Linked DNA regions of Mus musculus: all the other regions are linked to region 1. Evidence: chromatin contacts called from public Hi-C, HiChIP or PLAC-seq and Micro-C data. All regions are on one chromosome and are shown on one strand. The core of a region is the stretch at or near the end of the contact, and the rest is flanking DNA. Distances in the headings are between cores, read along the strand shown. Region 1 holds the start of Sephs1 (selenophosphate synthetase 1). Region 2 overlaps Frmd4a (FERM domain containing 4A). Region 3 holds the start of Frmd4a (FERM domain containing 4A). Region 4 holds the start of Camk1d (calcium/calmodulin-dependent protein kinase ID).

Evidence for each region. Hi-C and Micro-C count contacts between places; a contact is called where the count stands out from the background. HiChIP or PLAC-seq counts read pairs in DNA pulled down with a chosen protein or histone mark.
Region 2: a FOXA1 HiChIP or PLAC-seq map of pancreatic cancer cells shows a contact between it and region 1. The contact joins the enhancer-like site here to the promoter of Sephs1 in region 1. A contact is called at or near these places in 2 of 39 promoter capture datasets (the 3T3-L1 cell line and hippocampal neurons) and 2 of 115 datasets of contacts at active chromatin or transcription factors (embryonic hindbrain and pancreatic cancer cells).
Region 3: a contact with region 1 is called in a Hi-C map of bone marrow-derived macrophages, with 15 read pairs. The contact joins the promoter of Frmd4a here to the promoter of Sephs1 in region 1. A contact is called at or near these places in 1 of 484 Hi-C or Micro-C datasets (bone marrow-derived macrophages), 3 of 115 datasets of contacts at active chromatin or transcription factors (astrocytes, embryonic forebrain and forebrain) and 2 of 9 other capture datasets (adipose tissue and macrophages).
Region 4: a contact with region 1 is called in a Micro-C map of embryonic stem cells, with 9 times the contacts expected there. The contact joins the promoter of Camk1d here to the promoter of Sephs1 in region 1. A contact is called at or near these places in 4 of 484 Hi-C or Micro-C datasets (CD4 T cells and embryonic stem cells), 4 of 115 datasets of contacts at active chromatin or transcription factors (astrocytes, large pre-B cells, memory CD8 T cells and 1 more) and 2 of 9 other capture datasets (adipose tissue and liver).

What each region holds. Positions count from the first base shown.
Region 1 is chr2:4,878,318-4,884,289 of GRCm38.p6, reverse strand. Sephs1 (selenophosphate synthetase 1) reads right to left here and starts at 2,726. Exons shown (of 9, transcript NM_175400.6): 1 at 2,430-2,726.
Region 2 is chr2:4,283,048-4,288,386 of GRCm38.p6, reverse strand. The region is part of intron 1 of Frmd4a (FERM domain containing 4A); the gene reads right to left. Among named protein-coding and RNA genes, the nearest start is that of Gm39752, 38 kb to the right of the region's middle. Within about 2 kb of position 1,581, at least 40 of the 459 cell types and tissues checked have an H3K27ac peak or open chromatin away from gene starts, as enhancers often do. A contact at or near this core is called in pancreatic cancer cells, where this site is marked.
Region 3 is chr2:4,149,605-4,155,717 of GRCm38.p6, reverse strand. Frmd4a (FERM domain containing 4A) reads right to left here and starts at 2,855. Exons shown (of 23, transcript NM_172475.3): 1 at 2,608-2,855. The coding sequence starts at 2,640.
Region 4 is chr2:5,712,468-5,718,315 of GRCm38.p6, reverse strand. It overlaps Camk1d (calcium/calmodulin-dependent protein kinase ID), which reads left to right and starts at 3,554. Exons shown (of 11, transcript NM_177343.4): 1 at 3,554-4,170. The coding sequence starts at 4,079.

The DNA of each region.
Region 1 (5,972 bases), core at 1,477-3,976:
CTCAAGAATCAAGTGAATGAGTACACACCAGAGACACACACCGGGAAATAGTTTGTTAGTTAGGGTGCTGGGTAAACTGGAGTAATGGATAATGACATCAGGGGAATCACGGAGGATGGGAATGTATGACTGTGGCTCCAAGGGGAAGCTCACTCACGTGACACCTGCCACTTGGGCAGTAAACTCTGAAGTTAGTAGTTCTAGGGTGCAGGCTAAGAGAACTGGTCGGTATTCACTATGTATTAGCTTAAAAGTTCTATGCTTTAGAGAGCAGAGATCCTAGCTACAGCGACTTTCCTGGAAAAACCTCTGACTGTCTTTTGCTCTCTCACAGAGAAAAATAAAACAGTCACCAGAAACTGTAGAAAGGAGGACACAAACGCATCTCATGCATTTTTTTTTTTTTAAATTGAGACTGGCCTCAAAGTGATGTGCCTGCCTTTGCTTCCTGAGTGCTGGAATTAAAGGTGTGTACCACCATTCCCTGTGAAATTCTTCCAGATACTAAATCCTAATTTAAAAAACAAGTCTCCCTCTGAACCAACAGTACCAAACTAATGGGAGAAGTCACTGAAGGAGACACTACTTAAAAACCAACAAAACCCCCCAAGGCTTCCCATGGCTGTAAAACACAATGCCGTTCAAGAGAGTGCTTGCAAAGTTCGCTGATGTTTTTTAACATTCCTAGAAAGCAAACATCCTGCCTAACAAACCAGTACACACACCATTGACAAAACTCGCTAGTTCATTACAAAAAGAAACAGTATCTCATGAGATCACTAGTCGTCTGGCACTGGGTACCACGCACTGCATTTCCGCACCAGCTCTTCCGGTTGCATCTAATTCAAAACCCAGTTAAGTGCTCCCGGGGTTTACACACTTTCTGACTGATGCTTTATTGGGCATAGGATTACAGACACCCTAAGTTTTAGGGTCGGTTTCTCCCATAAAATTTATGATTGAAAACATAATTCCCATTTATATAGTTTTCCATCCCCCAGGAAGTACATCACTCATTTAAACTAAATTTCACAAAGCCCAAATTCGGCAATCCAAACCATCATCACAAACATGACATGAGCAATGATTTCAGCGGGAAACTACCGACACGGATTTCGCTCATCGTTCATAGAAACCAAACTTCTCTACAGAGCAGTGTGAGCCAAGCAAGTTTCCGAAATGGGCATTCTGAAGCCATTTAACAGTTTGGAAAGAGTGCGAATTAAAATTCACCTTCGAAGAAAGGTTTGGAAAATCACATTCATTTTGCAAAAAATGCCTGCCTCACCTCTACCTGGTACAAAACGGGAAGACTTCCCTTTATAAAGAATCTATTTTCCTACCTCCAATCCTCACGGCCTCAACCAAAAGGCAGGAGAGAGACTCCGAAGAGCACCTTTCTTTTACCTTATTTTCCCTACACTTTCTGGTTAGGAAAGTTTAAAAACGCCTTACATCAAGAAAACTCAGCAGTTAAAAAACTCCCAAGTGCAAGGAGACCTAAGTCACACGGTTTGGCCTCAAAGGAAACTCCAGCTATTTGAAAAGGATGGAATTTGGGGTGTGCTTTGGGTAGAGGGAGTGCGTCCGACCTGGAAGCCACATGTTTACACCTTTAAAACAATGACATGAATATTTAAAGCCCGCGTTTAACCCCTTCGCTCCCGCGGGAGGCGGGCTCGGGCAGCGGGGTGCGGTGGGGCAGCACACCTACCTCCCCGCCAGCCCCCAGGCCCCGCGCGTGCTCACAGGCCCGGGCGCCGCGGCGTGCGCGCCGGGACCCCGCGCCCTCCATGGGGCCGGGCGCGGAGGATGCCACTCAGGGGACACCTTAAGTCTCAGGCTGCCGCCTTTAAAGGCACGGCGGGCGCGGGCCGCGTTCTTTGTACCGCGCCGCGCGGCTGCCGCGGGCAGGCCACCGGCAGGGCCATGCTGCACCGCAGGCCCCGCGTCGCCGCTGCCGCGGAGACCGTCGCCGGCGGGGACCGGAGGGACCCGAGGGCCGAGTGGGGGCGGGGAGGCCCGCGGCTCGGCGCCAGGACACTGGGCGGCTAAGGCAGAGCGCGCGCGCGCGCGGGCTCGCCGTCCGCGCCGCCACACAAAAATGTCGGCGGGCGAAAAGATTAACCCCTGCGTGGCCGCCGCCGCCCTCCCCCTCCGCTCCTCCCTCCCAACCCCGGCCCCGCGTGCCGCGGCGGCGACGGCGGAGGAGGCAGCGGCGCGGGCGGCGCTTCTTTTTTAAAGCGGCCCCACCAAAGCCTGGGCTCGGCCCCCTCTCCAGGCAGGGCGCGCGAAGGGCCCCGGTGCACGGCTCCCCGGCGGTCCCGGGCGGCCCGGAGGGGGATTTGCAACGGCCGCGCCGGGCCTGCGGCCCGCTATTCCCCTTTAAGCCTGCTGCCTCGCCCCCCCTCGCCAGGCCCGCCGCTTACCGGCTCGCTTTGCGCCCTCCGCCTCCTCCCGAAAACGGGCCGCGGCGCTCCCACAATGCACCGGGCGCGCTGGGCTCCCTTAAGCGTCGCCTGAATTTAAAAAAAAAAAAAAAAAAAATGCTGCTCCCGGTGGCGGCGGCACCGCCGGGCGCTCGGACGCCGCGTGGAGCTCGGCCTAGGCTGGGCGCGGCCCTCCGGGAACCGGGCCGCCGCGCTCCCGCCGGCCGGGCGCGTGAGGGTCCCTTTAAGAGCGGCCACCTCCCTTTAAGGCGGCGGGCCGGTGGCCGGAGCGCCTCCGGGTTGCTGGTGGCGGTGGCAGCGGCGGTGGTGGCTGCGTGCGGCCCGGGAAGGGGGCGGGGGCGCTGTGCAGAGGCCCGAGCGCGGCAATGATTGGTCTCGGGGGAGGGGGTGGGGGGTTGCAAACCCCAGGAACGGTGGCATCCGTTGCATGATGCAAAAGAAAAAAGAAAGGAAAAAAAAGGGGGGGGGGTAGATTGATTTCAAAAGTTGCGAGCAGCACTGGCAGCAACCTTGAGTGATGGGGGCCACCTACTTTCGCATCTCTGTCCCGCGAGAAGGGAACAGAGTGTTTTTGTTTTTTGCACAACCTGGCTGGGTGCGATCCCCGCATCACCCACGGGATGCAATACCTGCTCCCGAATCTCTGCTGCAGTGAGACTGTGCCCATGGGAACAATGTGCAGAGTGTAGGAGCCAAGGTCGCCCCCAGTGAGACATTTGAAAACCCAACTTAACCCCGCGCTCCATTCTCAGTGACTCCCATCTTTTCTTCATTCTATTGTTTGAGCGTAGCTCCGCATTTCTTTGGAGTCCCAGTGAAATATGCAAATGCTCTGTGAAGTTTCTTGAATCTTTGATCTGCATTTTGGGGAGGGAGAGTTTATGTTGTCCGGGTTATACCATTTGTTCTTCTCATGTCCAAGTAAACATGGCAGACTAATCCTGTGTGCTTGAATTGACATTGGTAATGCGGTTTCACTTGAAGTAACTTCAGATTTCCGACTTCGTACTGCATTGCTGGTGCAGAGCGTGTCCCTTCGAAGGACTTCTCTGGAAAGCTGAGCAGAGCAAACTTGGTTAGGAATAGGTTCGCATTTTCCCGATTATTTAGAAGCAGAACTGTTGTATCTTTTGGCTGTCTTTAGGTTCGTACACCCCGCAGATGTCCTTTTCATTCCTGAAATTGCCATTTGCCTGTTTCTTAGGAGTGGGATCTAGGGTGCAAAGTGTGGCGAGATGGACACAGGCATCTCCTGCCTTTGTGTCTTTTCTCCACAATACATTTGGGAGAATACAGTAGCACCTGGGCTCCTTAGCATCAGACTTCGGACATCGATTTATCGTTGATGAACGTGGAGTTTCTTCTGAATGGTCAGAAGACACAAACACAGCCTCACCAGATACCACACCAGGACTCCAAAGCCAGAGGGAAAGGGTTATACAGTTACATTTGTCCGGTTCTGCCTTTTAAATTTGATTTTGCATTTTAAACAATGTAACTTTTTTTTGTTCCTCACTTAGTTAAAAAAAAAAGTGATTTTTTTTTTCAAAAGATTTCACAATGAGAAAAAAAAAAAGTGGATGACACAGCAGGACCCCATGTCTAGATTTGTGTGTCCCTCCAAGGAGACTTAGCTCTTTGTTAATGTTGAAGGATGCTCTTTCTCAGTGGTGATGGAGGAATAATACCCTGGGTTAGGGGTTATTGTTTTAATGAAGCTGTACTAAGCCTGCATGTGTACTTGAACTGGAAGCATTGGGGAGCAGCAGAAGGGAAGGGTTTGGTGTGATTTAATGTGCACTGAAGAGAGGGGTAAGTATCAGATCCCCCAGGGTTTTTTTTTTTTTTTTTTTTTTTTTGTTGTTGTTGTTGTTGTTGTTGTTTGGTTTTTAGAGACAGGGTTTCTCTGTGTAGCCCTGGCTGTCCTGGAACTCACTCTGTAGACCAGGCAGGCCTCGAACTCAGAAATCCGCCTGCCTCTGCCTCCCGAGTGCTGGGATTAAAGGCGTGCACCACCACTGCCCGGCCAGGTCCCCCAGTTTTAATTTTGGGGACTGAATGACCAGTGATTGACACTTCTGATACTGGAACTGCTGGGAAGCTAACAAGTTTTGCAATAACTTCAACCTTCAAGATGCTAAGTTCTGTGCCTGCTGAGTACTCCAGGTAACTGGGAAAGCAGTTTGGAATTTTGAGATGCAAATCTGTGTGTCATCCGCATGGTACCCTAAGCCCCGGAGAGAGGTAGGATTAACCCAGAGGGAGATCTTGGACAGAGCACTGTATCCATGGAAATGTGAGCAAGGCTTTCTTCCCTCCCTATAAGGTAACAGGCACCTCCAGGTCTACCCTCTCCTCCCCCATACACCGCCGGAGGTCTCCAGCAGCACTGAAGCAAGCCTCTGCCTCTCTCAAGTTCTGTGTGGAACCCAGGGCCTCACACGCTAGCCAAAAGTTCTACCACTGAGCTCTACACTCCGACTCCAAAACTCTCAGCAGTGTTGACTGCAGAGTCTTGGAGACACAGATGCCTTGATTTACTGGGAGGCACTAGACTTGAGGCTAGCTACCCAGTGGACCATCTTACTGTGCTCACGATGGCTTTTTTTTTTTTTTAATTACCTGTATTGCTTTGCTATGGAACTCCCTCTAGTCAGCCATTCTGCCAGTTTGTAATTCCAGAGAGCTCACCTGAAAGGGCCTCAGAACCCCATTCCTGGGAAACACCTCCCTAACATCCCTAGGTTCCAGTGATCCCATCTGAGACGGAGTTTCTCTGACTTGTACTACCATGCTGAGGCTTATTAGAAATAAGAATTAACCAGCTACCCTTGAAACATCTGGTAGGTGCAATGAGTGGTAGCCTCCCATTCTTCCAAAAGATATGTTCAAGCTGCACCACATCACCACAGTATATATGAAGGTGGCTTTATTTAAAACAGGGCTAGCTGGAGTTTAGCTTGTTGGTAGAGTGACTATCTCGAATGTGAGAAGCTCTGGGTTGCATCTCTAGCATTGTCAAAACAGCAGGGCAAAAGGATTCTTGTAGAAATGGAGTCTTTTGGGCTGGAGAAATGGCTCAGCAGTTAAGAGCACTGACTGCTCTAACAGAGGTCCTGAGTTCAATTCCCAGCAACCACATGGTGGCTTATAACCATCTGTAATGGGATCCGATGCCCTCTTCTGGTGTGTCTGAAGATAGCTACAGTGTACTCATCATATATATAAAATAAATAAAAAAATTAAAAAAAAAAAGAAATGGGATCTTTGCAAATGAAATCATGAAAATGAATCAAGACGAATATAGATGGGTCCTAATCTAATGGCTGGTGTGTTCTAAGGCAGAGGAAACAGGACTGCGGAGATAGTTCAGTGGGTACAAGTGTTTGCTGGACAAGTCTCAGAACCTGGATTTGAATGCCCCAATCCGTATAAAAGTCCACTTAATGTACATTAAAGCAGCAGGGCAGCTGACTACAGTCCTATGTGCCTAGAAGGAGGTGGGAGGCAGCCAGCCTGGCT
Region 2 (5,339 bases), core at 332-2,831, 590 kb after region 1:
TCAGAGGGACTCAGAGGTTGGAAGGAAGGGATTGGAACCTGGAAGATTTCTTCATAAACCTTCTAGTATTCGACTTTTATGTTCATGAAATTGCCATGCACAAATGTTGATAAGAATCAAAATAAAGTTGCAAACAGAAGGAGCAATGTTAGAGGAAGCTTGAGCCAGATAAGAACTCAGCATAAGGGGGCTGGAGAGATGGCTCAGTGGTTAAGAGCACTGACTGCTCTTCCAGTGGTCCTGAGTTCAATTCTCAGCAACTACTGGTGGCCCACAACCATCTGTAATGTGATCTGATGCCCTCTTCTGGTGTGTCTGATGACAGCTACAGAGTACTTATATAAAAATAAATAAATAATATTTAAGAAAGAACTCAGCATAACAGGTTAATAATGAGAAAGTTCTGGATGGTCATAAGAATGTGCATATGGAATGCTGGCAACAGAAGCTAGACAGAAGAGTCGAGAGCTGGAGGCATCTGCCTCCTTTTGAAAGGATAGATTCAAGTGTAGATAATCAAGCTATTTAATGCAACAAAGAATGTTTCATGACATCTGCTTGGTTTCCTGTTGTCCTTTTTCTTCAGTTGGTCTATGGAGAGGTCTTGGAATGTCCGTGGAAGGCAGAGCCACTGAGCTATGCCTACTAGAGATGAGAGATAAGCAACAAGTCTTCTCATCTTCTGAAACAAGAGGAAGATGGACTGACAGCAGAAGCAGTTCACATATAACAAGAAATTCTATACTTGCTATTCTTTTAAAATATTTATCATTAATAAAAATTTTAGATGTATGCATTTGTTTGGCAGGGGGTATATATGAGTTCAGTTACCCTTGGAGGCCAGGAGAGGACATCAGGTCCTATGGAGCTGGAGGTAAAGGTGGTGTGATGCGGGTGCTGGGAACTGAAGGCAGCTGCACAGCTGCAGCTAGCGAAGCCCCACGTGGTAACAAGGGATTATGAAACAAGTGATGTGACCGACTCTCTCATCTTACAGAAGCCTTGGTGCGTGCTGACTGGCAGCCTGTTTTCAGGTTCAGAGAGACACTGTGCCAGGGGAAAGAGACAGAGCAGGGCAGTCAACATTCTCCTCAAGAGCATGGGCGAACAAACTGTCCAATTGGGATCGGAAAAATGGTTAGAATAATCAACTGAGAGATATTTATTTAAAAGGATGGGGCATTTGAGAGCATCCTCTTGAAGAGGGAGAGCATTGCCAGACATGGAAACAAGACTATGGGAGTTTAGAGGGAGTAGAAGGGAAATTAGAGAGGTCAAAGCAACAAATTAATGAACTTGGAGTATTTTAAGACATTTTTTTATTCTATTTTTCCCCTCTGAGACAATCAAACTCCCACTGATCCTTTGCTATGCCAGAGTCCACCCCCTGTCTCAGTCCTGCCCCACTGCTGCCAGACTTCAGGCCGTGGTAGCGAGTCAGATCAATGCTAGTTTCATACTATACATTCCGTGACCTGACAACCGAGGACTAGACATGCAGGAGGACCCTCTCCACGGTCCACCACATACTCTATCTTCAAGCTTACTTCTCAGTGCCATGACTATGATCAGAATGGACGCAAGTGACTCAGCTCCCCACACTCTCCTTCAAGAGACCGGCCCTCTGGGAATCCCGCCAGCATGGAATGGTATCCATTTGAAGACAAATTATAAATTAATAATAAGTAATGCTCCAGACTCTCCTGTCTGCCAAAATACACCATTCATTGTGAAGTCCCTGAAAGGGCCCCAGTGATGTATAGCCAAGAAAGGCCAGCCCTCTGGGGCCTTTCCTCATTTTAAACACAGACGGTGTGCCCTCACAGCAAGCGCTGCGGCCGTCTCCCCTGGCAGAACAACTGTTGTTCTTGGAAAGAGCACAGGCCAACACCTTCCAGCTGCATTGCCACCTGCAAGCCTCTGCTTCTGCAGTCCCTGTTCACCATCAGTGACCCACAGAGAGCAGACCTGTGCCCCATAGTGAGAGCCCAAAGTGTAAGGAGCCCCGGTGGCTGGGCTGGGGGAGTGACTTTGTTGACATGGCTTTTGCTAAAATTCAGAAAATCATTGTGGGAAGAGGTGCGTGTGTGTGTGTGTGTGTGTGTGTGTGTGTGTGTGTTCCCTGTCGGTTGCCCTTTTCTTTAAAGGAAAATAAATCAAACCAAACAGCTTCATCTTATCAAACAAATTCCTGGAGAACCCATATGAAACCAGTTTCTGTGGACAGTGTGATTTGTGGCACTACCTAGTAATCTGCATTTCTCTACATGGAATCACCAGTGTTTTGAGCACTGTGAATTCCTCACTGCCCACCCCATACCCCCAGCCCTCTGGAATGATTGCTTCACAAACAAATCTGATTCCTCCAGGGAACGCAAACAGAAGTGGTTTGATCTCTGCGGGGGTAGTGGGAAGTGTTGTTTTCTCTGTTCCGCCCATTCATTTAGACCTCTAGAGCTGACTTCATTCAAAATGCCACACCTCTGCCAGTGGTGTGGCATTGATCCATGTGGGCAGTTCTGTGTCACTGGACATTTAGGAACAATACCCACCCCACCCCACCCCACCCCACCCCAACTTCCCCTTCTGTATATTGGAGTAGAAACAGCACAATTGCAAGCTAGAAGCTTCTGTTCATATGGGGACACAATCCCTATTTGGGATTGCAGGGACAATCCTTGCATGTGGGAATGGAAAGCTTTTACTTACAAACACATCCATGAACAGGTGCTCCAGTGTCATCTCGAAGTCATCCAGTCTGGCAGCTAATGTCATGGTCAATGTCCCAATAGGACTCACGGAGCCCAAATCTGCAAACCCTTCAGCTCACAGAACACCTTTGGTGTCAGGTCGGTAACTAGGCAAAGTCGCTACTAATGCAAAGTGGAAAATCTTAAAATAAGACAGAGCATTGCAGAACGGGCTGCCAGGGCTCCCGAGAAGAAATTCTAACTTAAAAAACAAAAACAAATCAAAACAACTCTATTAATGGTTCTATGCTACTGGGCTGGGCAAGAAGGGCAGCAAGTGAAGAAGGTAGCTTCCTCTGCAGAACTGTACAAAGTAAGGTGCCCACAAAATGCCAGGCACCTCAGCAGAGGCTTGCGGAGACAGCTGAATGGAGCAGAAACGAGACTGGGGAAATGCCTGAAGCCGTCTGACTCTGATATTTATAGGGCCACATGTTTTTGACTCCAGCCATTTCTCAGTTCATTTCTGACCTTTCATAAATGGCTACACACAGTGGAGTGTATTGTCGAACGAGGGGCAGTGGGTCCCGCAGAACTTGGCTGTGACCAAAGCCAGGGCAATTCACACAGACACGCCATCAATGGTTCTTTGTGAAGGACGCATCAGACCTTGTTCTGTGCACCACGACAGAGAAACACACAGTCTTGTGGAAAACAAGGAAATGAAGTTGGAGGGAACTAAATTTTTCCCCCCGAATATTATTAGATCCCATACGATCTTCCCTGCTCCTTCTACACCCCCACCATGCAAGGGTAGATAAACATCTCAGAAATAGATTTAATCTCTGGGTCAAGTCCTGCAGCATCTGTCAGGTAGAATACTCATAAAAATTGGAAATTCTTTTCTGTTTCTAAAATGTACCCCTTTTATTCATGCAAGCATTTTTTAAAAAATTGTAGTAAAATACACATGACACAAAATTGCTACTTTGACTTCTTTTTGTAGTGGTGTGTGTGGTAAGAGTGTGTTTGTGTGTGTGCTTGTGTGTGTGTGTGTGTGTGTAAGTATGTATGTAAGGCTAGAGAGGGATGTTGGGTGTTTCTTCTTCAATCGCTCACTCCCCATGTTATTCCCTTGAGACAGAACTAAATCTGAAGGTGGCTATTTTGCTTTTGCCTGCTATGCTGGTGATTGGCAAACCTCAGGGACCTTCTTGTCTCTGGTTCCATCCCTACCCTCACCAGCCTTCTGGGGTTACAGGCAAGCATAGCCTGGAGAGCTGAATTCAGGTCAGGGCTTCATACGTTTTCAGCAAGTTTGCTTCCTCCCTGAGCCACCTCTCCAGCCTCATGTCAACTCCGTTAAGTTGTGAATGTTCTTCACATCACTAAATCCATTCTTATCATATGTGTGTGTGTGCCCAGCTATATGTTGTCCAGTTATATATCAGAGTATCACCATTGTCCAGCCCTGGAAATGGTGATTTTGTCAAATGGAACTGCCATACCATTAAACACCAATTCTTTATGTCTTTCCATTTCTCCTCTTTCAATGCCCCTCCCATGTAAAGTCCTACATTCTGCTTTTTATGCATCTTATTTGTCTACAGATGCCCTATGAGTGACATACCATCCTTGGCTTCTGGTGAGTGGCTTATTCACTTAGGATAACATCCTCAAGCGTGTGCTAGGATTACCCACGTGTGGTATGCATATGTGATGTATGATTTGCATGTGTGCATAGTTTTGCTAATGCGTGTGTGTACACATGTATGTGGAGGTGCAGTGTTGATGTTGGGGGCTCCCCTGATTGCTTTTCCCCTTATTTATTAAGGAAGGGTCTCTCACTGCTTGGTGTTTTTGGCTAGGCTGACTAGCTAGTTTGCTCTGAGAGTTCCCTGTCATGCTCCTGCAGTACCAGGCTTGCGTGCAGACTGCCGTGCCTACCACACTTTTATGTGGGTTCTGGGGATTTGAACTCTGGTCCTCACACTTGTGCATAAGCACGTTAGCCACCAAGCCATCTCCCCAGCCTAAAATTTCTCTTCATTTTAAGGCTGGAATAATATATCCAAAGAAATAACATCACTTTTGACAAATTTTCAGACCTTAGAAAACCTGCAAGGAACACTTGCCTGTCAAGACTCTAGTAGACATTTGTGCTGTGGCTGTACTAACAGTGTCAAGAGACCAGATGGCCTCCTAGTTACCATGTAAGTCCTAACTCACAAAGTCTAGTGTCTTGATTCCAAACAGGGGAAGCACTTACTAAGTCAGTACCCGTGTCAGAGAAGATAACCCGTGTAAGATCAAGGAACAGACAGAAGTCCGTACTCCAGAGGCTTCTGCTATATACTAAAAGAATTATTCCTTCTACTCCAGTTCTTTAAAAGGAGGACAGGAAAACTCCCAGGTTTAGTTTTCACACAAATGTTCATTTTCCCAAAGATGGAGGTAGACAGATTCAGTATGTATGAGTCTGTTTAAATACAGACTCACCATGAAATAAAGTCACTCCCCCACCAGAAAGAAAATCCTGATAAAAAGCTTAACATTGTTCTAAAAGGAGTTTGATGATTTGTCAAACTGGCTTAGCTTGACAGTCTGTCATCAGTTACAGAGAGGTCTGGCATGGTACACTCTCGAGTC
Region 3 (6,113 bases), core at 1,606-4,105, 730 kb after region 1:
TCACAATACACTGTTATTAGAGGAAGCCAGCTGTCACCCTGTCTGTTTCTAGGTATGTCAAGTGTGACCACCCACCCAGGAGACAGAGCAAGCTCAGGTGTCCTCCTGGAAATAGCCTTAATTTCAGCATGCCTGACCATTTTGCCCATTCTATTTGGCCCCTTCCAGTGAACCTCATGCATATTTATGTGCCAATTATGCAAATCCCAAGATGAAAATGCATTAAGCACCTATGATTTAGACTGGTTAAGTCTATTACATGGCACAATGAAATTACTGCATGATGTCCAGTTTATCTCAACACTTGCTTTAAATTGTCAGTTAGTTATTAAGTAACCATAACACACCAAAATTTTGCTGAAGGAAGTGTCCTTTGTCTGCCCAACCATGATACTAGGAAATCAGACATTTCGAGCTAAATCCTCATCAACATGAAAAAACATTCCAGAGTAGACTTAATAGGGCATAGTGTGATCAAAGTTTAAGAAAGGCAAGAGATCACCAGTATTGTCAGACTCTGGCAAATTAAAATCGCTGGCTCATTTCAACAACACACAACTCAGCAATTCAGAGACTGAAGATGAGGCTCAGGAGTGGGATTTTGTTCTTGATCCTTATGCAGTCAGGTCTCATTCCCTGAGCTGGCAGGACTTATTGTAGGTTACCAAATTCAAATGTACGCTGAAATTTCAAATAGGGAGATATCAATTTCCAGAGTCAGAAATAAAAGAGATTAAAAAGGAAATCACAGAAGCAATTCAAGCACAGGGGCAAATCCCTTGTAACCTGGCAACGGAAGGGTCAGAACCAGAGTCCATTTGGTGTGTAGTAATATCAGGTTTGAACTTTGGAAGGACCTGAGCCTCTAATCTCAATGTGTACTAGATGACGTGATGGTCAAAGAACCAACCATGATGAGAACTCAGCCAGTAAACATAGTACATGCGCAATCTGACCCACAGATGTCCATTTCTCCTGGATACTTTAGCATGCCATTTTAATGGGCCCATTGCTTGATTTGTGGAGTGTCTGGGTATATCTCATTTCCATAGGGAACTCCCCTTGAAGTCCGTGCGAGTTGGACTTGTATGGGGTTATATGCTCAGATTGCTAGACATAGTCAGCCTCAGCAAGAACCGCTAGGAGAGTACAGTTTGTCTGCAGCAGTGATTTCAGGAGCTGGCCAAATGAACAGATTCCACAGCCATTCCACCAAGCATTCGGATCTCAGCTTGTCAATAAAGAGAGAGAAGCCAACTGCATTTGCCATTTTCTCTGCAGCTGTGAAAACTGTATGCTCTCTGCCTGCTACCTCCAGAGAAGAACATTTGGAAGACACTGCCTGCAAGCAACCTGACATCACCTGGGGAGGAGAGAACAACAGGCCACCACACAGGTCTCCAAGGAGATCTCTCAGCTAGCCAGCCAAGGGGCTGGAATCAGAAGCTTTGTAGCAACTGTCACTGGGGCTGTCCTTCTAATGAAGGGTGATTATCAAAGGACGGGTGAACCCAGCAGAATGTCCACCCCCACATGCTGTGGTGCTTTCATGCATGTCCCAACATTCCAATGTTGTCTCAAAGTGTCACAGTCATGCCCCTTAACTAGAAGGGGCAGACAACAATAACAACAACAAACAAAAACAAAACAACAAGAAAACAACCAAGACCACTTCCTTGACAAAAGGCTCTATTTGTTTTTTAACCCTAGCTGAACATCAAAGAAACGAGTTAAATAAAAGCCTGATCCTATTGATTTCACCACTGTTATATGTTTAAAGAGCTATTTGCCTCCTAAATTTTAAAATTAATCAATTAAGAAAAATAATATTGCTAGCGTTATTTAAAACTTTCAGCCTCTGTTCAAAGTTATGCATGAATTCAGTAGCCCTTTCTTCATCTGAGCTTTCCTTGGGAAAGTCCATGTACAAGGCAGTCCTTTTCAAGTAAAAAGCAAACTCCAACCAAGGAGAAAAATGTCCACGAGGTTGGGATCAGTCTCCTGGAGCTTTTTTCTATAGGCTTCCGGAACAAGTTCAAGGTGTGTTTGATTAGCGCTGCCCTGAAATCTCTTGTTCAGGTCGGCGAGTTTTCTGAGAACAAAACGCTCTCCAGAATGCATTAACCTACTTTCAATAGAGAGGCTTCCCCATCCTCCGCTCTGAACCGGAGGAGGAGCCCAGAGGATGTTCCAGTGAAAGCTGGGCATGCTCTTTGCCTTAAAAGCGGGACTCATCCTGCGAAACATCAGCGCAGCCAGAGAAATCCGTACTTCCTGCAAGCACACCAACAGCTGGAGGGCAGCTCCGGTCCCAAAGCAAGAATGATTGGAAATCCTGCTAAAATATGGCTGTCTAATCAACCGAGAGGCAAACTCATTTACTAAGATTCCCATTGTCCACGCTGACAGATGGCCCCCCGCCCCCTTCCCCTTTTCACTGATTGTAGTAGCTCTGCCTTGGAGGCAAAGCTATTCTTTGAGAGGTCCAGTTGCATTCGCCAGCCTAGTTCCGAAACGAGACAAAAGCTAGTATAATCTTCCTTTTCAGTGAGCCTTCCCTAAACCACCAAGGAGCGCGCAAAGAAACCAGGGTTTAGTCCCCCTTACCTTGGTTCTCATCGGAGATAGGAGCCCTTCCATTTTGGCGGAATCCTCATGCCAGTTTCTCTTCTCTGCAAGTTACTCTGTCTGTGTTGCAGTCCTTAAGCATCCCACATGAAAAGAGCCATGCCTGGAGCCTCCAGTGGCTCCCCTCTCGCGGGTGGCGCCTCTGCACCGCGAGCAGTCTAACTTGAATTCTTGGTGCCTGAGGTGCCCGAGAAAGGATGTACGGGGAGAAGTCTGCTCCACTCCTCGCCCTCTTCCCCCTCTTTCTTCTCTCCGGTGCTCTCTCCTCCCTCTCTCTCCTCCCTCTCTCTTTCCATAATCTGCCTACAGCTCTCAGTGTACCGTGCTCACTTGACAAATGATCTCTGTCTTAGGTATTGTATTTGAGCCAAGAAAAGTGGTCTGAACAAACTACAGGGCAGCTCACCCAAAACAGAAGAGGCAAACAGAACTGCTGCTGCCTGGCGCTCCCAGCCTCTCGGCTTCACTAGGCAGCGTGCTCTCTCAGGAGTGAGAGAGTAGATCCATCCATCTATTCGTCTTTCATTAGAAAGGGGGATCCTGAATGGAATCAGTTGACACCATTATTCAGATGGTTTTCTGGTCCATATGCAGAAAGCAGAAAAAAAAATCGTGTCACTTACATATTTCAAAATAACCATTTGTTAAACCCAGTGTAGACACAACATCTGGACAGGGAACTGGAATTTTTGATGTTTGATCAGATGTTTGGACACACCTTCTCCAGAAAACTTTCAAAATCAAATGTATGGATTCTATTCCAGAGAGGCTGAGCATTAAACAGTGTGTGTGTGTGTGTGTGTGTTATTTGGGAGCTATGTATGTGTGGGTATGTGCTATAAGGAGTTGTGTGTGTGTATGTGTATGTGCATAATGTGGGTAGTATGTATGTATAGTATGTTTGATTTGTAATGGGGGTTCCTTGCGTATGTGTGTTATGAGGACTTGTGTGTAAGTGTAGCGTGTGTGGATGGTGTGTGTAGTGTAGTGTGTATATAGTATGTATGGCATAATGGAGATTATGTGTACATGCCTGTCTGTGTATATATGTATAAATGGGTGTCTATGGCATAATGGGGGATTTTGTGTGCATGTGGTGTTTGTGTGTATGTTTGTGCATATGTATGTGTGTGTGTATTATACTGCCAAAACTAGGTATCTCATTTAGTATTGCCAGCAACTTGGAAAAAGCAGACAATGGAAGAAACATACCAAAGAGGAGTGTAATGGAATGAACTGGAATGGAATGAACCTGAACAGATGTACTTCCTTCAGCTTGAAGGGTTATCTGTGTGGTAAGAATTCAAAACCTGCCCCTCCATGAATGAGTGTGTCACCATACCTAAGAACACCCATGTCTTTGCAAGAGCTTGAGGGCATATTCATACATACATTTGATGCACACAGCAGACGTGAGCTGACCTATGGCATTTACACCTACCGCCATCTGTCTCTTGTCCCTGGAATGGGACCTGTCCCTCTTTTTACCTGCTTCTCTTATACCCGACTCCCAACACAGCTCCAAGATGAAGCTGCAGGTGGACCTTCTTACTCAGTCTTCCTTCACTACACCCTCAACCATGTATTAATCCACTTTTCCTCCACTAGTTCTCAAAACCATGGGCTAAGGAACTCTCTCGACTCCTGACTGACCTCTCCGCCTGCACTGGAGTTCTCTATGCTCAATGCATCTCCATTCAACTTTATGTATCAGGCTGAAATTACATTCTCCCTGAGCCAAGTGCTCATCTCATTGTCCAGACTCTCACCATACCAGCAAATCATCCAGATACACGGAGAATAAGCCCATGTCCTGATATAAAAGATTCCTGTCACCTTGGGGTGGCTTCCAGACCGTATTCCCTTCACAACTATCTTAGTTGGTCTTATTCAGTATCCAAGTATTTGGAGTCTCCTACAATTTTTTTTTCAGTCATTCATCAAATAGCTACAATGCACCTGCTGTCTGCTGGGTCAGACCCCTTCAAGTTCCTAAGGACACAGTGGGAACAGTGTAGCCTAAGGCCTGGTCCACAACCTTGTGGCGGATGCAACACCCCCCCCCCCCCGTCCCCCGTCCCCGTGACCTCACTCTGTGCCCATGACACTGGCACAGTGATTATGTATGCGATGTGCTCGTGTGACCTCCTCTTGACTTCAAGGGCTGCTGCCTGTGAGACATTTCTCCTTCCCGGACATTCACTGTCAGCTCTCTCTCAGGAGACTTAAAGTGGCTTGTCTCCAAAGAATTCTGTTCCCTCATCTCCATCCCTCATTCTACTCCGCTCTCCTCTCCATACCTATCCTCTACGTGTCCACGGGCCTTACTTTGGGGGTGTCATGGGAGAAGCTCGATCTCCATTATTCAAGGAAGAGCCCGGTGCTCACCCCCTACCTCCCTTCCTGTCTGGCAGACCTTCCTGTCTTCCCTGTGGAGATGCTCTCACTCACTCTGTGTGCCACACAGACTTTCACTGTGTTGGCTTCTCTGTGACTACAACAAGCTACATCCATGACTTGCTTCTAGGCCCTAGATGGATGCTCTAGAACATTTTGCTTTGTTTCACACCTGTCCTGATCCCAGAACCCCTCACCACCACTTGCAGACATACACAGTGTTTGCTCCTTGACCTTTTAGCCGGGGCACAACTGCTCCCTGTTACTCTGCCTCTCTCCAAGTGTTCCTAAGTGGGTAGGACACAGCAGAACTGTGTCAGGGCTTACAAAAAAAGTTACACTGATCCTGTTTTGGGCTGCTTGGTGTCTGACAGACTCCAAGCATGGGTTTTTGGAACCAGAACAGCCCACCAAAGCCAGAGGAAGGGATTCTGGGAAGGAATTTTGAAGATCCTATATATAGCACCTCCAAGAGGGGCATAACTCTTGGGGTTGCTTATGTTCAACTTCTCAAACTCGAAGTTCCTGGAACTTGGGGTTGTTTGCCATGTGTCTTTCCCACTCTTTCATAGGTGTATGTGTGCATGTTGTGAGAAGGCAAGAGGCTGATGTTGTGTCTTCCTCTGTCCTTCCCCACCTTAATTTTTGAGACAGGTTCTCGCAGATAACCTCGAGCTCATTTGTCAGGCTACTTGGTTGGCCAGCAAGCCCAGGCAGCCTCTAACTCTGGACTTGCAATCTCACCCACGGGTCCCTGGAGTTCTTACATTTTTTCTATGGGTATTAAGGACTTGGGTTCTCATGCTACACAGAGAGCATTTAGTCATGGAGATATTTCCTTAGCTTCCACTTTGCATGTTTTCCCTGTGGTCTGTGAGGTTGCAGAGAATGAATATGGAACCCAGGAATGTAAAGGACCTGAAACAGTAAAGCAGAGCTTGACCTAGCACTGCTGCTGAGGCCCCTACTTCCGATGGTGACCATGAAACACTGTGCCAGGCACCGTACTGAGTGTCTCCCAACATTAGTTTATCTACTTCTCACACTCTGCCCTCTTAAGGGAGGTATTCTTCTCAGTCTTGCTTTGA
Region 4 (5,848 bases), core at 2,305-4,804, 830 kb before region 1:
CAAAGGTTCAGCTCCCTCTCAGTAAAGTCATAATAGGGAGCAAGGCTTTTTCAAACTCGGATCCCCAAAGGGCCTTTACCATTCAGACTCTAGCAGAATCCAAGCCTTAATAATCCAGAAAACCTGCCAAAGCTTTTTGGAATAGAGTTGTTGAAGAGATGACATCTGCTGATTGACAGGCTGGAGTTTATTGAAAAGAGACTTAGGGATGAAACACAGAGTGATTGGCAGCTATCAGCTCTTCAGCCAGAGACTGTGGCAACTGGGAACGGATGGGCGCTTACTTCAGAGGACAGTCTAAGGATCGACTGTCCAATAAATAGAATTGTGATGTTTGCAAGGTTAAGGTTGAAGTATTCTTTTTTAAGTTTTAATTTTTTAAACCTTTCTGGGTTTTCATCTATGTGTATACCAGATGCATGCAGTGCCCACAGGGGCCAGAAGAGGGCATCAGATCCCTCAGGATTGGCGTTACATGTAGCTGTGAGCCACCGTATGGGAGCTGGGAATCAAACCCTAGTCCTCTGCAAGAGCAGCCAGTGCTCTTAACTGCTGAGCCGTCTCTCCAGCCCCAGATGCCTTCTTAAGGGACAGAAGGCTTGATGTTTAATTGCTCCTTCCAGGAACAAGAGCTTTTGTTTATTTTACATGGCATCTGGTGAGGGAGAAATGAAAATAATACAGTCCAAATGAATGTGTCTTTGGCATTCCCATTTTCTACGGGCCACTGGATCTGTGCTTCTGGGTGTGATTTGCCAGCTCTCTATTAAAAAGCTATTTTACCCCCCTCAAGAACCTACTCCAGATGGAAATAGCTTTTTATCAGTGAACCAACATCATTATGGAGTTTGGACAAGAAAGCGAGCTCCTTCCCAGCGTTGCTACTCACACAGCAAGTGTCAGAGAGTCGGCTGAGGTCTGCTTCTTTATTCAGGCGACATTCCTTTATCGTCCAGCCACAGTGTGTAAATGTCTGCAGTAATGGGAATGTCATGGGCTTGCTCTCAAGGAGCGTTGTGTGGCTTGGTAGGAAACGGGCATGGCTGTGTGTGTGTGTATGTAGGAGAAAGGACAACCTCAGTTGCCACTCTCATCGACCATCCACTTCACTTTTTATTAGTAGTATTTTTAATGATCTCTTACTGGCCTAGAACTCACCAAGTAGGCTAGGCTGGCTGTTTGGGTGGGCACTGTGTTCCAGAATTCTCTCATCTCCACCTTCCTAGCCTTGGGATTACAAGTGTTTGTCACCGCAGCTGGTTTATTATTATTATCTTATTATTATTATTGCTAAAAACAGAAACAAAAAATATACTCCAAACCACCTGGATTCGGGGGGATCAAACTTAGGTCCTCACATGTGCAAGACAAGCACTTTACCTACTGAACCATCTCCCAGGTCCTTATCTCTGCTTTTCTTATGAGATTGGAATTGCCTGTCTTTGATCAAACGGAAAGAGAGGGAGATGGAGAAGGAGAAAGGAAACGATACAGAAGGGGCACAGGACAGTGTCGCTGGGTTCTGTTGACCCATGCTTTATGCAATAAGATACAGTGTATACAGCTCTTACTGGAGGGGTGCTGTATGCTTTGGACTTTGGGCATGTCTCCATCTTGGAGAGAGGTTCCTTAGTTCTCCCCCACCCCCACCCCCACCCCTCAGATATTGTTTGTACGATTTCTTCTGGGTTTGTAAAAGCAAGCACAGTCATGTGGGCATAATGACATTCTGACGTTAATCCCATAAGATTATAATGGAGCTGCAAAATTCCTATGGCCCAGTGACCTCTTAGCCAGTCATAACATCAGTGTGACCCATTACTCATGGGTCTGTGGTATTGGTGATGTAAACAGACCTACGATGGTGTGCTTTGCCTAGAAATACTGTAGATATCATTCCTTAGGTAGACAATGCTTGATAGTAAATGACTCTTACTGAATTATCTATTTAGTGGGTTGGACTTTTTTTTTTTTTTTTAGATTATGTTTCTTCTGCTTGTGAAAGAAAACTTGACTGTAAGTCAGTTTGCTATATTATGCCGGCAGTACCCTCTTGTATCTTGTATTTACCGTGCCTCTCGATTGCATCATTTTGTCTTGTGCTTGATTTAATTTCATGTTTTGTTCATTATGGCTCTAGGAGCAATAGGCTGTTTCTCCCCAACCTCCAAGCCCGTGAGCGTGTGTATCCCACAGGCTGGGTGTGTGCAGCATCCAGGTCTGTGTAAATACACTTAACATGATGATCATATGACTCGGTTGTCACACTCCTAAACAACCAATGGTTATAACCCTCTTCTCTGCTGTTCTCAGCTTCAAGAGCTTAGGACTAAGGGCCAAAGAAACGTGGAAAACAGCACTGAGAATCTAGGGATAGGTAGATTTTTCTTCTAACCTCCTTGGGAGTCCACAAAGGGCTCCAAGGCAGAGCCTCTGGCCAGTCTGAACCAATGGGGAGGTGTTGGGGGGGGGGGATTTCTTTTTCTGAAAGCAGATTCACACCTCCTCCTCCTCCCCCCTCTCAAATTGGAACAGTCCTGGGAAAATGGGACAGGTGTCCCCAGTTAAGAGACAGGGCTGTTTACTCAATTCAGCCGAACAGCTCTAAGGGAGAGGAAGTCTTGCTACAAAGAAAACTTAACATTTCCTATCATGAGGTAGTAGTCCCTGCCAGTTGAACCAAAGGACCAACTGGAAACGCTGCCTACTGTCCTCTAACAGGTGAATACCAGGTGAGAGTGGGCAGGTCAAAGTTCACTCTGGAGACCAGAGGCCTGAGGAAAATGTATCTCTGCTTCTACCTTAACCTTCTAAGTAAGCCACTTGCGGGGTATGCTGATGGGGGAAGGCGCTAGAGAGAGGCGTCTTTCCATTGAATCGGTGTAATTTGGCCACGGCCTCAGAGCATCAGGAGTAAAGTGAGAAAGAGGAAATCAGAAGGGTTCAAACACTAGTCAGTCCAGTCACTCCAGTTCTGGGCCAGGCCAGCCACCATGTCCCGCATCCACCCATCACTTGGCCGCCAAATAACCCCTGGAGTTTTACTCCGGAAGGGACCACCAGGCGGTGATTGGCTCGTCTTGGGCGTGCCTGTCCGATACATCCCGAGGTTTCCTTTAGCTGCTCCAAAACTGACGTGAAGCAGATTTTGGTGCAATGCGAATTAGCTCCAGCAGCGGAGTCCGGAGGTGACTGCCGAGCTCCGGGAGCGCCTGCTGGGGCAAAGCTGCGGCCAGGAGTCAACGCCCGCCTGCCGATGGCTCCATCCAGGCCGCCGCCCATTGCCTTGACAACAAGCCCCCACCCGCCCTCCTGCACAGCAGGCTTGGGTCACCGGCTCTTGGGTATGCGAAGGCGCCCCGCCCTGGGCGCCCCGCAACCGTGAGCCGCGCAACCCCACCTTGCCGAGAGCTTCCGAGCGCCAAGCAGAGGCGCCCCCTCCTGCTCGAAGAGGGAAAGCCCGGGCGCCCCCAGCATTGACTTCATAATAAAGCTCCCTAAAGGCTAGGGCTCCCCCGCGCGTTCCGGCGCCCTGCACCTGCTGGGTTCTCCCACCCGCCCTCGCCCGGGGACCCAGGGTGCGCGGACGGCCTGGGAGCGTGCGTGGCTCCGTGGTCAAGTGCTGCATCCCGGCGCCCAAGCACGGAGCTCCTGGGGAGGGGAGGGGGAGCGGGACATCCCCGAAGGCCGCCTCGCGGGAGGCGGGGAGGCTGCCGGGTGCACTGGGAGGGCGGGGAGCCCGCGGGAGGAGGCGGGCTGGGGGAGTGGGGCGGGCGGCGGGGAGGGAGCAGGAGCCAGGCAAGAAAGTAGCAGAAAGTGAGGCTGGCAGGCGGCGGCAGAGGCAGGAAGTCTTTGCCGGAGAGCAGTAGAAATTAGAGCCAGGGAGGGACCGCGGCGGCAGCAGCCAAGGCGAAAGAGGAAACTGCCGAAGAGGAAGCTCTGCGGCAGCCCGAGCCTCCCTGCGCTCCGCATCCTCCCGCTCCGCATCCCGGCGCCGGGCATCCCCCGGAGCCCGCGCCGCGCCTCCGGCGCCCCTTCCCCAGCGCAACCCTCGGCCGCCCTACAGCATTAGTCTGCCATGGCCCGGGAGAACGGCGAGAGCAGCTCCTCCTGGAAAAAGCAAGCAGAAGACATTAAGAAGATCTTCGAGTTCAAGGAGACCCTCGGAACGTAAGTGGGTGCTGGGGACCAGCGGGTGGAAGTAGCATCGGTGGCGGCAGCAGCGTCGGCTGCTCCTGCTGCTACCGTCGCCACCGCCACCGCGGCAGAAACTGGCTGGTCGATGCGTCCTCATTGTCCCATAGTCCGCTCTTATGGAGACCCTCCGCGAGTCCACCGCGTGGGTCTGCGCCCACGGTTGACACCTCTCCTGGGCGGGGGAGGGGAGCGCAGGGCGCGCAGAGAACAGCCCACGCGGGCGGGCGACTTTCCTTTTCCCTTGCCACCACCGCCCTCCACTGATTTTCTCCCCACGCGTGACTGTGGGCTGAGCATGGTGGATCTCGCTGATCGCTGGCTGTGTGCACTTACTCATCGTGTGTATGGGCGCACTGGGCCGACGAAAGTGGTCACGAGGAAATTCAGCTTTTGGTCCTACCCTTACATCATATATTCCTATGGAATTGACATATGCACGTACTAGGTGTAGACAAGACTTTGGCTGGCCTCAGGATGATGGGAGGGAAGAATTTCGCAGTATTCAGAGTGACATGTGGTCAGAGCTTCATCTGTGTGTACATCTCACCATAGGGTCAGATGCCCGGCGCTGGGGTTCATGTCCGGGTGGGAGGAGGATCAGTGAGTCTTTAGGGGCGGTTCTCTCCGGGGCTCATGCTTGATGGTTACATCTCCAGAAAGCAGAAATAATCAAAAGTGTGTGTCATCAGAGCTCTGAACATGTGCCACTCAGTACAGCTGCAGTTCCCTTCCTGCGCATGAGTTGGCTTTGTTTTGTTTTGAAGCGCCTCAGATAGGTACAGGGGCTGTGAAAGAATTCAGCGCCGCGGAAAGAGTCTGAAGTTCAAGTTATTTTCTTCCACCACTTGATCGGTTTCTGGTTTTGATCGGTATCTGTACATGAAGATACAGTCTCACACGTGCTCCGTAAAATGAACCTTTTGCTGGGGTTTAGGAGGGTGCTGATGACTCGGAGAAAAGGAGGTGGTGATTCCCGGGTGTATCTGTGTTTCTGGGCGCTTATCTCTCCTCCTGCCCTCTCGGCCTTCTTATTTCTGGGCTTGGTTTGCTTTTCCAGGACCTCAGTTTTCAAGCCTGCTCGAAGTGCAGAGTCCCACAGCTAAATATTGGTAATTATTTCCCTCCACCCCTCCTGTACCCCATCTGCAGTGTGTCCCCCAGAGACAAGTCGGAGGGTGGCCTTGTCAGCTGTGCTCCCAGATCCCTGGGACAGACCTGTGCAGTGTGCTGAAGCTCTCAGTAGGGTCACCCTGCTGTGCCTGCTGGGCACCAGGGAAGGCATCTCTGTGCACGTACTTGCTGTTTTGTGGAAATAAAACAAGAGGGCTCTTAGCTTTTTAGTACAGGGGGTGGGGGTGGGGGTGGGGTTCCTGGCTAAGAGATTACTTCTGGTCCAAACTTTTAAAATTTGTCATTGAGGTTTGAGGTTGTGCATCTGAGCCGCACAAGTTAACAGGAAAACAGAAGTGTTTATCAGTCAGGCAGGGACTTGGCATATGGCTGCAGGTGAGGGGATGGCAGATTGAGGAACACCCTAAGGTGTGAACCCCTTACGTGTCTTTTGCCGGCCTGAAGGGCCCCTTTGCCTGCAGCCTTAAGGCAGGTGGCTACAATCTCTCTGTATAGACTCTCCTCATTGGCAAAGCCCCAG